2 separate regions of the Sus scrofa genome follow, and region 2 is linked to region 1. Evidence: chromatin contacts called from public Hi-C data. All regions are on one chromosome and are shown on one strand. The core of a region is the stretch at or near the end of the contact, and the rest is flanking DNA. Distances in the headings are between cores, read along the strand shown.

Region 1 (6,761 bases), core at 1,615-4,114:
CTACACACCGGCCCGGTTCTGAGGGCAGGTTTAGAAATAGGGAAAGGGGCTTACCCGGCGGCACAGTTCCGAGGGCAAGTTCTAAAAATAATGAGGCTCACCTGCTAACCCAACAGCAACGACAACAATAATAAAATGAAGGCTTTGCACAATAGTGCAGGAATAAAAGTTGCTTCTTGGAAAATTCAGTCTTTCCTGTTATTTACTTATTACTCAGCCTTTTCTGTTATTTGTTTGTTATTCCTTGTTATTTTTCTATATTGTTTTGTGATTCAATAAAATTGGAACAACAAATATTGGAACAGTAATAGAATAATAAGATTTTCACCTTGGTGAAAGTCCCCCTATTCAGATCTAATGCAAGCAAAAACGAAGTGTTCATTGGTTTGTTACAAGTAAGAATAGGTTTTAGAGTAGGTCATTGTGGAGTGTACAATAGGTTAGAATAGGTTAGACATACATCATTCTTGATGGAAAAATATAATCTTGCTTTTAATAAGTTTTATAGGGAGCTTTTAAGTTTTATGAAATTAAGTTGCTCTGATATAAAAAATATTTTCTCATACTGTCCCCTGACCATAATGCTTTGAAGTTAGTACCTCAAGCTTTAATCTAAAAAATGAGTTTTCGTAAATGTTAAATTCTTGTGTTTGTGACCTTTCTAGTTGTTAAAGATTAGCTTAAAACAATAACGGGTGGCGCTTGCTAAAAGTAACCACAAGACGCTTTTATACCGAATTGCCTTATTTTCATATAATGTTTTTTCCACATAATGTTTTGTATCCATTATAATTTTACATGATGCATTGTATCCGTTAGTTTTAATTAAAATTCTTAGAGCACAATGTATGTCTACTGTACCATGTAGTCTAAAATTTAACCTTTGAAAATATTATTTAAGCACTGTGATGTAAGTTACAATTAAGCTGTCTATATAAACTGTTACCTATGCTAATAAAATTTGAGCAGTCCAGCACCCTGAAAGAAGGGACAAAGAGGCTGTCTCCGTGTGCTTTGCCGACACTCTCCAACCCCAGAGGGAATACCCTGGCTGCTGGAGCTGGACTCCGGCACTCAACCCACTGAGCAAGGCCAGGAATCAAACCTGCAACCTCATGGTTCCTAATCGGATTGTTAACCACTGAGCCACGACGGGAACTCCTGGCACACACAACTTTTAATGCACTCGGTTTAATGGTGGCTTTTTATTTTGAGATTACATCTTTTCCACATTTTTTTATATTCACATATTCTTCCTTTTTTTTTTTTTTTTTTTTTTTTTTTTCTTTTTAGGGCCGCGTCTGCAGCATATGGTATTTCCCAGGGTAGGGGTCAGATCGAACTACAGCTGCCGGCCTATGCCACAGCCACAGCAACTCAGGATCCAAGCTGCGTCTTCGACCAACCCCATAGCTCACGGCAACACCGGATACTTAACCCACTGAGAGAGGCCAGGGATCGAACCCAAGTGCTCATGGATATTAGTCAGGTTCATTACCACTGAGCCACAATGGGAACTCCTCACATACAGTTCCTCTTAAACAGAGAAGGTTATGTGAGGCCCACGCTGGGAAGGCATCGACTGCAAAGGAGCATAAGGACACTTTTTAGGATGAGGAAGCCATTCCATATCTGGATTATGGAAGCGAGTTTACAATTGTTTAGAATTACCAAACTTCCTTAAATTTCAAATGGATGAATTGTATTGTATGTAAATAACACTGTGATAAAATTAAAAAACTATACTTCTCATAAAAATGAGAGTAAAAAGTTGGTTGTTATTTTTCAAGATCTATTTTGTAAACTAAAAAGGTGCCAACCTAAAAAATAAATTAATTAATTAAGAGAGTTCCCTTCCTGGCTCAGTAGAAATGAATCTGACTAGTACTGGTGAGGATGCAGGTTTGATCCCTGGCCTTGCTCAGTGAGTTAAGGATCCAGCATTGTCGTGAGCTGTGGTGAAGGTTGCAGACACGGCTCGGATCTGGCATTGCTGTGGCTGTGGCGTAGGCTGGCAGCTGCAGCTCCAATTTGACCCCTAGCCTGGAAACCTCCATGTGCCAAGAGTATGGCCCTAAAAAGACAAAAATAAAATAAAAATATGCCAACCTTATGCGGACCCTCAAGTTTTTTCAAAAATTTTTCAGGTCTAAGAAAGTGACAAGTCTAAGAGCCATTGTATTTGTTATCTATAACAAATACAAGTTTATTTATGTAATAAATTATTCCAAAATTTAGCAGTTTAAAGTAATGAACATTTATTATCTCACAGTTCCTGCAAGTCAGGGATCTGGTGGGGCCTAGCTGGGTCCTCTGGCTCAGGGTCTCTCCGGAGGCTGCAGTCAAGGTGTCAGCCAGGACTGTGGTCTCAGCCAACGGCTCAACTGAGGCCAGGTTCACTTCCAGGCTCACTCAGTGATTTGGGAGTCAGCTCCTCATGGACTGCTTGACTGAGGAAGGCAGTGCCTTGTGGGCTGTTGGTCCAAGTCCCCCTCAGCTCCTTGCCCCATGGGCCTCTCCACAGGGCAGCTCCCAACATGGCAGCCGGCTTCCAGAAGAGTGAGTAAGTGAAGGAGCCAGAGGGCAAACAGGACAGAACCGTGGAGTTCCCATTGTGGCTCAGCAGTAATGAATCTAACCAGTATCCATGAGGACATGGGTTCAATCCCTGGCCTCGATCAGTGGGTTAAGGATCCAGTGTTGCCATGAGCTGTGGGTGGGTCACAGACGCAGCTTGGATCCCGAGTTGCTGTGGCTGTGGTGTAGGCCAGCAGCTGTAGCTCCAACTTGACCCCTAGCCTGGGAACCTCCATATGCTGCAGATGTGGCCCTGAAAAGAAAAAAGACCAGAGTCTTTTTAAAGGCTGCCTTCCACAGCCACCCATCTGAACTTGGGTGAGCTGCTTGGGTGGGGCAGCCCGCCTTCTCCAGGGTGACAGGAGAAGAGGAGATGCCAAGAGCCAGCCTACCTGCCTGCAGCATGTGGATGGGAGCTGGGGGCTGGGGACTGCTGGTTCTGTTTTCTCCCCAAATTAGGGCAGCTGCCAAGAATGGGGGCAGGTGGCAGGGTAGGAGGCTGGAGGGAAACTGAGAGCTTTGAAATAGTGGGAGTGGAGATGGGGACAGAGGGACACAGAAACCCTGTGGTACCCTAGCTGGGACCTCCGCGCCTGGAGATTGTCTAAGCTCCAAGAAAGCCTTGCTCCAAGGCTCCAGGCGGTTACTGTCCATGAGGAGGAATAATACCTAAATCCGCCCCGAGGCATATTTGCCTTTTTCTGAGAAAACCCCCTTGAGTCCAGCAAAAGTCCACACCAGGAAGCTGAGTGCAGATGCTCTGTGCAGAGGTGAGCGTCACCTGGTGCTGACGGGAGGCAGAGGGGCTGGATTTCCATATCCTCCAGTGGCTGCTGGTTCGAGGCTGCTCCTCAAGCCCATCCTGCAGGGCCGACGGGTGGGGCTGGATGAACAGCCCTGTGGCGAATGTCCTAGGAAAGGCAGATCCCAGCACAGGAAACGAAAGCCTCTGAGCCCTGGGCTGCGGGGAAAAGGCATTTCCTCTTCTCTCTGGGCCTGGGGACAAAGGCAAGTCTGTCCCAAAGGTAAATTCCCGTCCCACTCTCTCTCCCACTTGAAGGCCTGGGTCTAGGGAGGGCACTTTGAGCTCTCTTTTTGGGGGAGAGGTGGTGGCATTAGAACTCTGCTTCCTGAGGACGGACCCATGACCCTAAGAGCCACCACATCTGGTAGGAGGCCACCCGGACACTCTGTGTCTCACTGCCTCTGCTAAATATGTCAGCCTGGTCCTGGCGGGGCCTTAAGAGAAAGGCTTACCTCCCACACCCCTGCATGGAATAGTGGAAAGAAGAGCAGTGGTCCCTCGTCCCAGGCCAGGGCAGCCAGGTGCTGACATGATGTCGAGGCAGGACCACACAGGACAGGTTCTTGTAAGACCACACCCTGAGAGGCGAGGGTGGAGGCAGTGGCTGTGAAGCTGACTGAAAGGTGGGTGTCTACTAGCAGGTAACTGCTGAGAGTCACACATGGTGGTCTGAGAGTCACAGTGGTGGGGAGGCGGGGGTCAAGGCTGAATCAAGCAAGCATGGTCCATCTGTCTGTATCTGCAGTTCAGTGTGGCTGGTACTTCCGGCCCCGTCCCCCAGCCCAGGCCCTTTCAGATCCACCACCCCTCTGACAAGCCAATCCCTCCAAGCCAACCGCGATGATTAGCAGACAAGCTGGCCACCTAGAAGGCTGATGTCTGTCCTTCTCCCTACCAGGGCCACTACTCACGGAGCAAGAAGCAGGCATTAATGAGACCCAGAGTCCCAAAGCTACCTTGACGCCCCAGAATTCAGAATTGTTTTGAATAACCAGACCCAGCTTCCAAAGCAAGGCAAAAATCCCACTTACCTTGGACCCTCGTTTTAGAGACAAAGGTGTCCTGGTCACCCCCAGCCGGAGACTCGGAGGCAGACAGCACTCTCACCTTGAGGACACTGACATTCTTTTCTGGTGCGGTGGACTGAGAGAGAGCCCAGCCTTGCTGTTTTCAGCCTTTGCTGTTTTCCTTGTGCCAGAGGGGTAGCGGCCAAAAAGAAAAGAGAGAACAAATTTTAAGGAGAAAGATATTTAAAGACAGATTTACTTTCTTGATTTCAACACCTGAGTTTTAAAGCCCTGGAAAGTTGCAATTTGCCATCAAATGCCAGACAGGCAAAGGTCTGGCTGGGGAGGGTGGCTGTGTCAGCCTCCTGAATTCTGTGCTCAAAAACCAGCCCCATAGGGATTCAAAATGATGGGCACAGACAGGCTTTAGTAGAAGAGGTATGAAGCTTTGCATAACTGTAGGGGGGCTTTTGTGTGTAAATCCCACAACTAATTACCTACCTAGGGTGGTCATCCTGCAGCCAGGAACCCCTCTTCCCCCACAGCCCCACTTTCCACAAGAAGCCAGGGCTCTGCCCTCAGGTCTCCAAGGCAACGGCCACTCCCTGGATCCAGTTAAGGAGGCAGAAAGAAACTACAGAAATCCAAAATACAGAGGGAAACAGTTTTCAGCCCTGGAGCCCCTTGTCTTGCAGACACCAGTGCATTTACTTCTGCCCTGACCCTGGGTTGGGAGGCTGGATGAACGAACCTTGCAGGTGAATATTTACCTCCGCCTTCAGAGCACTCTTGAGAATTTTCTGAGCAAGTAGGGGACGAATGAGCTGTTCCAAAGCACTGCTCTGCTTGCCCTGTCACTGTGATGTATTGTGGCCCCAAAGAAATGTTTGGCCCCTGAGATCACGACCCTTGAGATCACTGCCCCTTTGGTGTCTCTAAGCGCCACCTGGTGGTGACTGCACGCCCCTGCAGATTCTGTCATCCGATCACCACTCCGGGTTATCCCAGCCACACCCCGGGTGCAGGAGACAAAAGATGTGACAAAGCTGAAGGCCTTCTGTCACTTGGCCTTCCAAAGGCCGGTCTGGGTGGACTGCAGCATCTTCCGCTGTGCCAGGTGCGTCTGGGGCTCCGGACACAGATGGAGGTGGTGGCCACGTGGGAGGAGCTGCGGGGAGATCTCTGCCCCTCTCCTCCAGAGCCTAGATTCCAGCACGACCCGTGCCCGCAGGGCCTAGAAAAGTGCCTGATACGCAGTGGCTGCCCACCAAGCATTTCTGGAAGGAGGAGAAGAGGCCATGGTGGGTGACATGGTGGGTGAGAGCTGAGAGCCGGGTGCCCCCGGGGTCTGCAGCGTGAGCGGGTCGCCCGGGTGGCTCTAGATGGGTTCCCACCCATACACGTCACACCCTTCAACCCCCAGGGCAATTCACGCGCCGAAATTGCAGGAGCGGTGCGCTCTGCCGAAGAAGAAAGAAAACTGCCCAGGATCAAGGGCCTAGCCGTGTGGCTATGTTTCCTTTCTTCCTCCGACTTCCTCGGGATTGTGCCCATTTGGACAGAGAAGGCTAGGGAGGCACTGCCCCCTGGTGGCTTCTTCACGTCACAGCAACTGTTTTAATCCAGGGCACCATTCCGTTCTCCCTCTGGGGTTTTTATTCTCTAACAATTTCTCCGATCTGTCCATTTCGGTCACTCTCTGCTTCCTCCCAGTCATACATCTGAGGGTGGGAATAGGAAGGTCGCAATAACAGCACAAAATGGCATTGTTCTGGTTCAGCCTCACTTGGAATCGTGGGTGTTGTGGACCCCCGTGGTCCCAACCTTTAGTTCAACACATTCCGGGGAGCCTGGGCCTCTCTGTGACATTATCTATTTTCTCTTGCTAAGGTGATCCTTTCTCCACCCATTGAACCCCCTCTTTTGCCAATACAGTCGATTCTGAGCGCCAATGTGGGCGCTTCCTCAAAGCTGCCCTTTCCCTCTGACCATCGACAGCTGTCTTTACACCAAGTTGGTGCAGCCTTCAGCGCTCTACTTCCACAGCGCCCTCGTGCAAACACCCCATCTGCATTGTTCCACTGCCCTCGGTTCTCAAATTAGTCTCTCAAAACTAAAACCCGACTGTATTTTGCAAAGTGACCCCTCCCTTTAAACAGCCCCTCAGGCATCTTTTTTTAACATAGTTATAAAAGGAAAAAACAGAGGAGTTCCATTTGTGGCTCAGTGGAAACTAATCTGACTAGTATCCATGAGGACGTGGGTTCGATCCCTGGCCTTGCTCAGTGGGTTAAGGATCTGGCATTGTTGTGACCTGTGGTGGAGGTCGCAGATGCCCGCTCGGCTCCTACGTTGCTGTGGCTGTGGTGTAG
Region 2 (6,301 bases), core at 215-2,714, 100 kb before region 1:
AACCTCCATATGCTGCAGAAGCAGCTCTAGAAGTGGCAAAGCCAAAAAAAAAAAAAAAAAAAAAAAAAAAAAGAAAAAATTCCTGATCAGGATTAAGTTCAAGCAACAATTCTGAGTTAGTCCCTTTCTCTACCATATACCAGCTGGGTTACTTTTCAGGTCACTTAACTTTTTAAGATCACTTCTGTTTGCCAGGGAATTGTTTCCTGGACATGCAGGCACCTAGATGTGAAGGCTGTGCTTGGGGCAGATGTCCACCTTGTACTTCGCTGGACGGCCCCCTGAGACAGGCACGCATCCCGCCTTAGGGAGGGGTACCTTTTCCTGATTTACACAAAGGCACCATGTGATGAACCCCATCACTTGAAAATAAAAAGCAGTTCATTTCCTTCCAAGGATTGCTTTAGATACTTTGAAACTATTGTTCAGTCCAGTGGATTTTCCCAGTTGTATCATTCCCGTTACATCCTTTTCACCATTTCTTGTACTCACCCAGAAAGCACTGATTTGGTTTATAGAGTGTTTACCCTATAGCATCACCTTTCTTTATTCAGTTGTGATCATACACGTATATAACTAGTGTCTAATTCTTTCACTTAATTTTATCCCTGAAAGCATAAAGGGGGAAACAATTTTTTAAATCATTTTTTTCTAGGCAATTAAAATCATTAAAAGCACTGTTTTATATGTACTGATAAGACATTCCTTCCTGAATATTAGCTTTTTTGGCCATGCGCACAGCCTGCAGAAGTTCCCAGTCCAGAGATCAAACCCAAACCACAACAGTGACAAAGCTGAACCCTTAGCTGCCAGGCCGCCAGGGAACTCCTGAATACTGGCAATTTTAAAGCACATGGATGTTTGTGTAAAGACATGAGCATTCCCCATTTGAACTGCTCGTTGGTGAAACAACACTTCCAACTGCATAAATGCCAGCACATCAGATTTCTAACACACACCCAAACAACGTGGTGAAAATTGATGACTTGGGCAAGTGGCCACGTCCAGAATACACACAGTTGGTTGGATGACAGTCTGTAGAAAAGTTCACCTGATCCTGCAGTTATCAGTCATTTCCCTGCCACAGAGAAACCTTTTGCATTTGAAGCTCCTAACTTGCGTTTTCCTCGGAATTTGCTTCTCTGCATCTCTAGTAAATCCCTGTTCTGACAACACCGATTGTCGAAAATGAAATGAACAGACCAACCCCCAAAGCAGAAAATGTTGACTCACTTGCTGGGCAGGATCATTACCACCAAATGATTACTGAAATGCTGGAAAGGTCTTTGGAAAAGGCAGACAGCCTGAAACATCAAAAGAATAGACAACTGGTTGAGGAGACAGAACGGATGTTGGGCAAGGTAGCTGCTGGCTGGACCAAGAGAGAGCTGAAGGGAAGGAGAGCCCTAGAGGAAACGGCAAGCACTGGGAATCTGAGAGGGTGGAAGCCCGTCCCCAGGACTGGTAGACACTTGCATTGGGCTTTGGAGGAAAGTAAAGACTTAGTCAAACAGACAGGTTGTAGAAGGGCCACGGTAGTAGCTTTCCAGGACCACTTGCAGCCCATCGGTGCCCAGGGCCAAGAGTTCAGAGTGAGAGGAGACATCTCAGGATGGAGAGCAGGGGATGAGTGGTACCTCAAAAGGCCAGAAGGGGAACAAGGGTTAGATTTTACCACCCTGATGATGGGATAAAAACTTGGACTCTAACCACGTTGAGCTAATCTTCATCTGGGCTAAGTATTAGAGTGCCAAATTACATCATATCTTAAGAAATGTAACCTAACACAATGTTTCTCAGTGGGTTTGCAAAGCTCTGGTTTGACTAGGTATTAATAGCGGTTTTAATTGTTTTTAGTTGGTATAGAAAAGTTGGGCATAGGCATCTTGTGTTTGGAATAGCCAGGTTAAAATAGTTCTACCAAAGCTCACTTATAATGGTCCATGGGTTGTGAGGCTTGGATTTAAATGGTGACACAGGGACATAGAGGAAGGTGGCATTCTCTGACACTGGTTGCAGCCTGCATGGAGAAAAAGAGCAATTAAAAAAAAAAAGAGCATTAGGTGTATATTTTTTCAGCAAAATTCTCAAAGTCAACGAGGAGAGGAGAGCCACATATACCCCAAGTATCCCACCAAGAAACCACCTGTTAATATTACTCGGTGCTGTGATTCAGAGCAACTAATCAAACACTTATTGAATGTACAAGGTACTTAAAAAAAAGGAGTCTGTAATTTTGTTAAGTGATGCTTTATGTTAATTTATGAATTATGCTTTGGAATTCTCTAAGTCATATGTGGTTAACTTTACATTAATAAAAATGTAGACATTTTATGTATACATGGGAAAATTGGAAATTTCCTTCAGTAACTTTATTCTTTACAAAAGTTATAAATAAATAAAATGATTTAACTTCTAAAGAAAAAAAAAAAAGAGTATTGATGGAATTCCCATCATGGCTTAGCAGTAATGAATCCGACTAGTGACCTTGAGGAGGCGGGTTTGATCCCTGGCCTCGCTCAGTGGGTTAAGGATCTGGCATTGCCGTGAGCTGTGGTGTAGGTGGCAGACATGGCTCAGATCTGGCATTGCTGTGGCTGTGGCGTAGGCCAGCAACTGCAGCTCCACGTCGACCCCTAGCCTGGAAACTTCAATATGTTGTGGTGTGGCTCTAAAAAAAGACCAAAAAAAAAAAAAAGTATTGAGAGACTTAAGTTAAATCCTAGTGTAGCCTCATGGCCTTCGTTATATTAATCAGCCTCACTGAGCCTCCTTGTACATCAAAGGGATCCATTAATCTCTGCTTTTGTAGGTGTGTCAGGATGAAATAAAATAAGGGTAAATAATTCATATAGTTGGGAGTTCGTTTTCTTCCCGGCACCCCAAAGTAGAATTGATTTCAGAGGAGTTTATTAGATCTCAACATGTGTGAAAAACTTCTCAGAATTATCTCATGTTTAAATTGGCAAGAACTAAAAGAATCAAGTCATAGTAAGTCTTTATGTGAAGGTCAATGCCTTCTTACTTGATTGAAGCTTTATATTGGCTTTTTTTTCAGTCACTCAATTCACAGAACCACTGAAAAAGCAGACATTTCTATCTAACAGTAGAAAAGAAAGATTTGGTTTTTACTTTGAGTAAACAAGGATCTTCAAAGATTTTATCAGTGTCTGATATCAAGCTGTAAGTCCCCAATAGATCTGAAGAGAAAGTTCAGTTTGCTTGCCACTGACTCCTGACCCTTCATAAACTTTTGTAAGAGTAGATCATTTAGGAAAAAGGAAAAAAAAAAAAAAAAGCAAATTATAGGAAATGTTCCTAGAGGGTGTGATTTATTTTGGCAGAGCCCTTTCCCTGGATGTTTGAATTCTCAGGGGTATTTATTCAGTTCTCACCCTTGGAAACCTTTCCTCCACTGTCTCATTGAAGAGGAACATGAGTACTCAGAATTCTTGGCTTACTTTCTTGAATTTACAAAAGAAAAAGTTCAAGACATCCTCTGTCCACAGCAAAAACCAAACTATACCCCTGCAAAGTTAACTGTTTTTGGAGAGGTTAAACCCAAAGTTGATGCTACAAAATATACCATCTTGAGATTTTTTTTTTTTTTTTTTTGCACCAACTTCCTGCCCAGAAGGCAGCATCTCTCTAAATCAATAGATGTGAAGGCAGCTGATGTGGTTGAAGCCTCCCTCTCCCGCCTCTTCTAATCCCCCATAACCTAACCCCTCTCTTCCACACCCATATACACTCCCATTCTCATCATCATCACCATTTTATAGCTTAGCTGATAAATTTCACCTTTCAATTGCCTCATCTCCCAAACAGCTGTAGCAACAGAAGGTCAAGTCCTGGGATCAAGTTGCAAACAGTGAACAGAGGAGAATTAAATACTCTGGGCTGAACAAGGCAGGGCTGGGTAATAAAGACACCCCTCTTGAAATTCTCTGACCTCATTTATCTCCTTCCAAACAGAGTCAGGATTGAGGGAGATTGGGCTTGGTTCTAGGGTCAAAACGTCACCCCATGGGTAACATTTGGGGGAAACGCTCTACTTTGTTCAAACACTTGGCTGTGATGGGTCTGCTCCTCCAGCTGAGGGCACTGGAAAAGATCATCTCTAGGGATAGTCTGCACCTCTGCAATAGGCTTCAGTTGAGACATATTTCAACACAGCCTGATGGGAGGTTCTATTCTCACCCGAAAGTGTTAGGTTGAATCAATGGTGGCAGAATCTGATCTAGAGATAGTCTTCCAGAATTCACAGTGTGGAGGAGAGCCAACCTGCTGTGGGATGTCCACGTGCACCCCCATCTTCTCCCAACATGCCCATAACCACCCCACCTCGACCAGACGTCAGATTCAGGAATAGATTGGGGATTCCTCATGATCCCAGTCCCTTCATTTTCAAGGTAAGGAAACAGGTCCAGAAAGGCAGTAGAGACACCTTCAAACACCTCTTCTTATTTGCTCCCCATCACCACCTTACTCATCTCCCTTTTGCATATTTGGAAGTGTAATACCGGCATAATAGGACCCTCACTCCATTCAAGGCCACAGAGGGAATTAGTGGAAGTGTTAAGACCAGAACCTACCAGCTCTATACTGCCTGGCTCTCCTTGAACCCTCACCCCAGGCCAGGGGAAGAGGGTGGGGATCCAGATTGTGCTTGATCTCTTGAAGAAAAGGTAAACCAAACAGAACTTTGGAAAGGAGAGCTGGCCCCTGCCACCCAACCTCCTCCTTTCCTGTCCTACCATTTCCCACCTCCCAAAACCTGTGCATTTTTATACCCTGCCCAAGATGACATGTCACAGGATGCCCTCCCACAGTGTGCTGCACTCCCAACGACCTCATATTTTCTCTCCCTGATTCCACCTTTGCATGCCTCCCCCTTTACCACCAGCACGTGTCTAGGGACAGAGTATAGCCACGCATTCGACAAACAAGTCTTGAGTGCCTAGCCTGCAACAGGCCCCACACTAGGCGGTAGGAGTTTACACGAAGGAGGCAATATCCCTACCCCTGTTGGGTGTACGTCAGAGTAGTCAGAAAAACACTGAACTAGAATTTGCTGTTATAAGTGTTATGGAAGGCGGGGCATTTGATGTTCCAATGAGCATAGAGCAAGGAGATTTCACCTGGGCTCAGGGATCAGGGAAGACTTCCAAGAAGAGACTATTGGATTAAGACCCAAAGGATGAGCTCTCCTGGTAAAGTGCGGGAAAGACTTTCTGGTTGGAACGGACAGCGTGCGTGAAGGTCCAGATGGGAGGGAAGCTGACAGAGGTGGCAGGAGCAGACACCAGAGTAGGGGAGGGGAGAGCAGTCACACCTCACCTACTGGCTGTGCCTTCTCCATCCTTTTGTCTGCCTTCAGGTACCCAGCCCTGGAAGGCGCTCCCCAGACTCCTGCTCATTGTCTGGCCCCTGCTTCCTCAGGTGTTCATAGCTACTGTCACAGAACTTAGCATCATTTTAATTTAAAGCCAGAACTGACATTTCACTCCCTGAGGAAGCCATGAATAATCTGAGGAAAGGGACCGTAGCTCTCTTTTATTTCTTTTCACTTTCCCTTACAGCACTGAAGACATGGTTCAATTTATTTTCCTGTCCTAGGGATTATGATTTTTTTCTGCAACCCCCAGGTGGTCACAGCTGTTTAGAAACTTTTATGATGTTCCCTTCATAAGCAACTGCATTTCATAGTGGGCAGAGATGTCTCAAAAAGAAAAAACATGCCTTTTAATAAAGATAGAGGATTTGTGCTGTCTTCTTGGGGCATCTTCAGGTAAAATGAGGTTGATTAAGGGTTATTATAACATGAAACTTTGGTTATAATTGTTACTTATGTTTTTCATCATTGCCGTTTATTAACCACTTTGACTTTTCCTTTAAATGGTTTGCAAGTAGGAAGTTTAAGAGGAAAACAGCTCTGACTTTATTTGTCTCACTTTATAAATTCATTCTTTTGATGTATGTTTAATGCTTGAGTGTTTTTCCATTTTTTCTTTTGGCTTATTAGTAGTCCACGGAGAACAGAGTTATGTTCAGAATCCACAGTGATGGCAGAGTTGGTTTTGGGGGTGCCCACTCCTCAGCCCTTGGCACCTTGTGTATTCCTGCATCCCCCCAACATCTGGCTTGCCAAGCCCCGTTGAAAAGCACATCCATAGCAGGTGACACCCAGACCCTGGCCTCCATCACTGGCATACCTACTTTTCAGGGCCTCTGTGACTCTGACTTGAATATAGACTCTAAATGGGAGTAAATCTGGTGTCAGCTTTTCCATATTCTCTGC

The links. Hi-C and Micro-C count contacts between places; a contact is called where the count stands out from the background.
Region 2: a contact with region 1 is called in a Hi-C map of omental adipose tissue, with 1.6 times the contacts expected there. The contact joins two enhancer-like sites. A contact is called at or near these places in 9 of 47 Hi-C or Micro-C datasets (alveolar macrophages, embryonic fibroblasts, epiblast stem cells and 5 more) and 1 of 2 datasets of contacts at active chromatin or transcription factors (skeletal muscle).

Annotation. Positions count from the first base shown.
Region 1 is chr3:73,095,849-73,102,609 of Sscrofa11.1, reverse strand. It overlaps LOC110259993 (a long non-coding RNA gene), which reads right to left and starts at 6,647. Exons shown (of 3, transcript XR_002342622.1): 1 at 4,891-6,647; 2 at 4,414-4,570; 3 at 2,776-3,573. Within about 2 kb of position 2,864, at least 1 of the 83 cell types and tissues checked has an H3K27ac peak or open chromatin away from gene starts, as enhancers often do. A contact at or near this core is called in omental adipose tissue, where this site is marked.
Region 2 is chr3:73,196,529-73,202,829 of Sscrofa11.1, reverse strand. All of the region lies in intron 17 of ANTXR1 (anthrax toxin receptor 1), which reads left to right. Among named protein-coding and RNA genes, the nearest start is that of GFPT1, 170 kb to the right of the region's middle. Within about 2 kb of position 1,464, at least 1 of the 83 cell types and tissues checked has an H3K27ac peak or open chromatin away from gene starts, as enhancers often do. A contact at or near this core is called in omental adipose tissue, where this site is marked.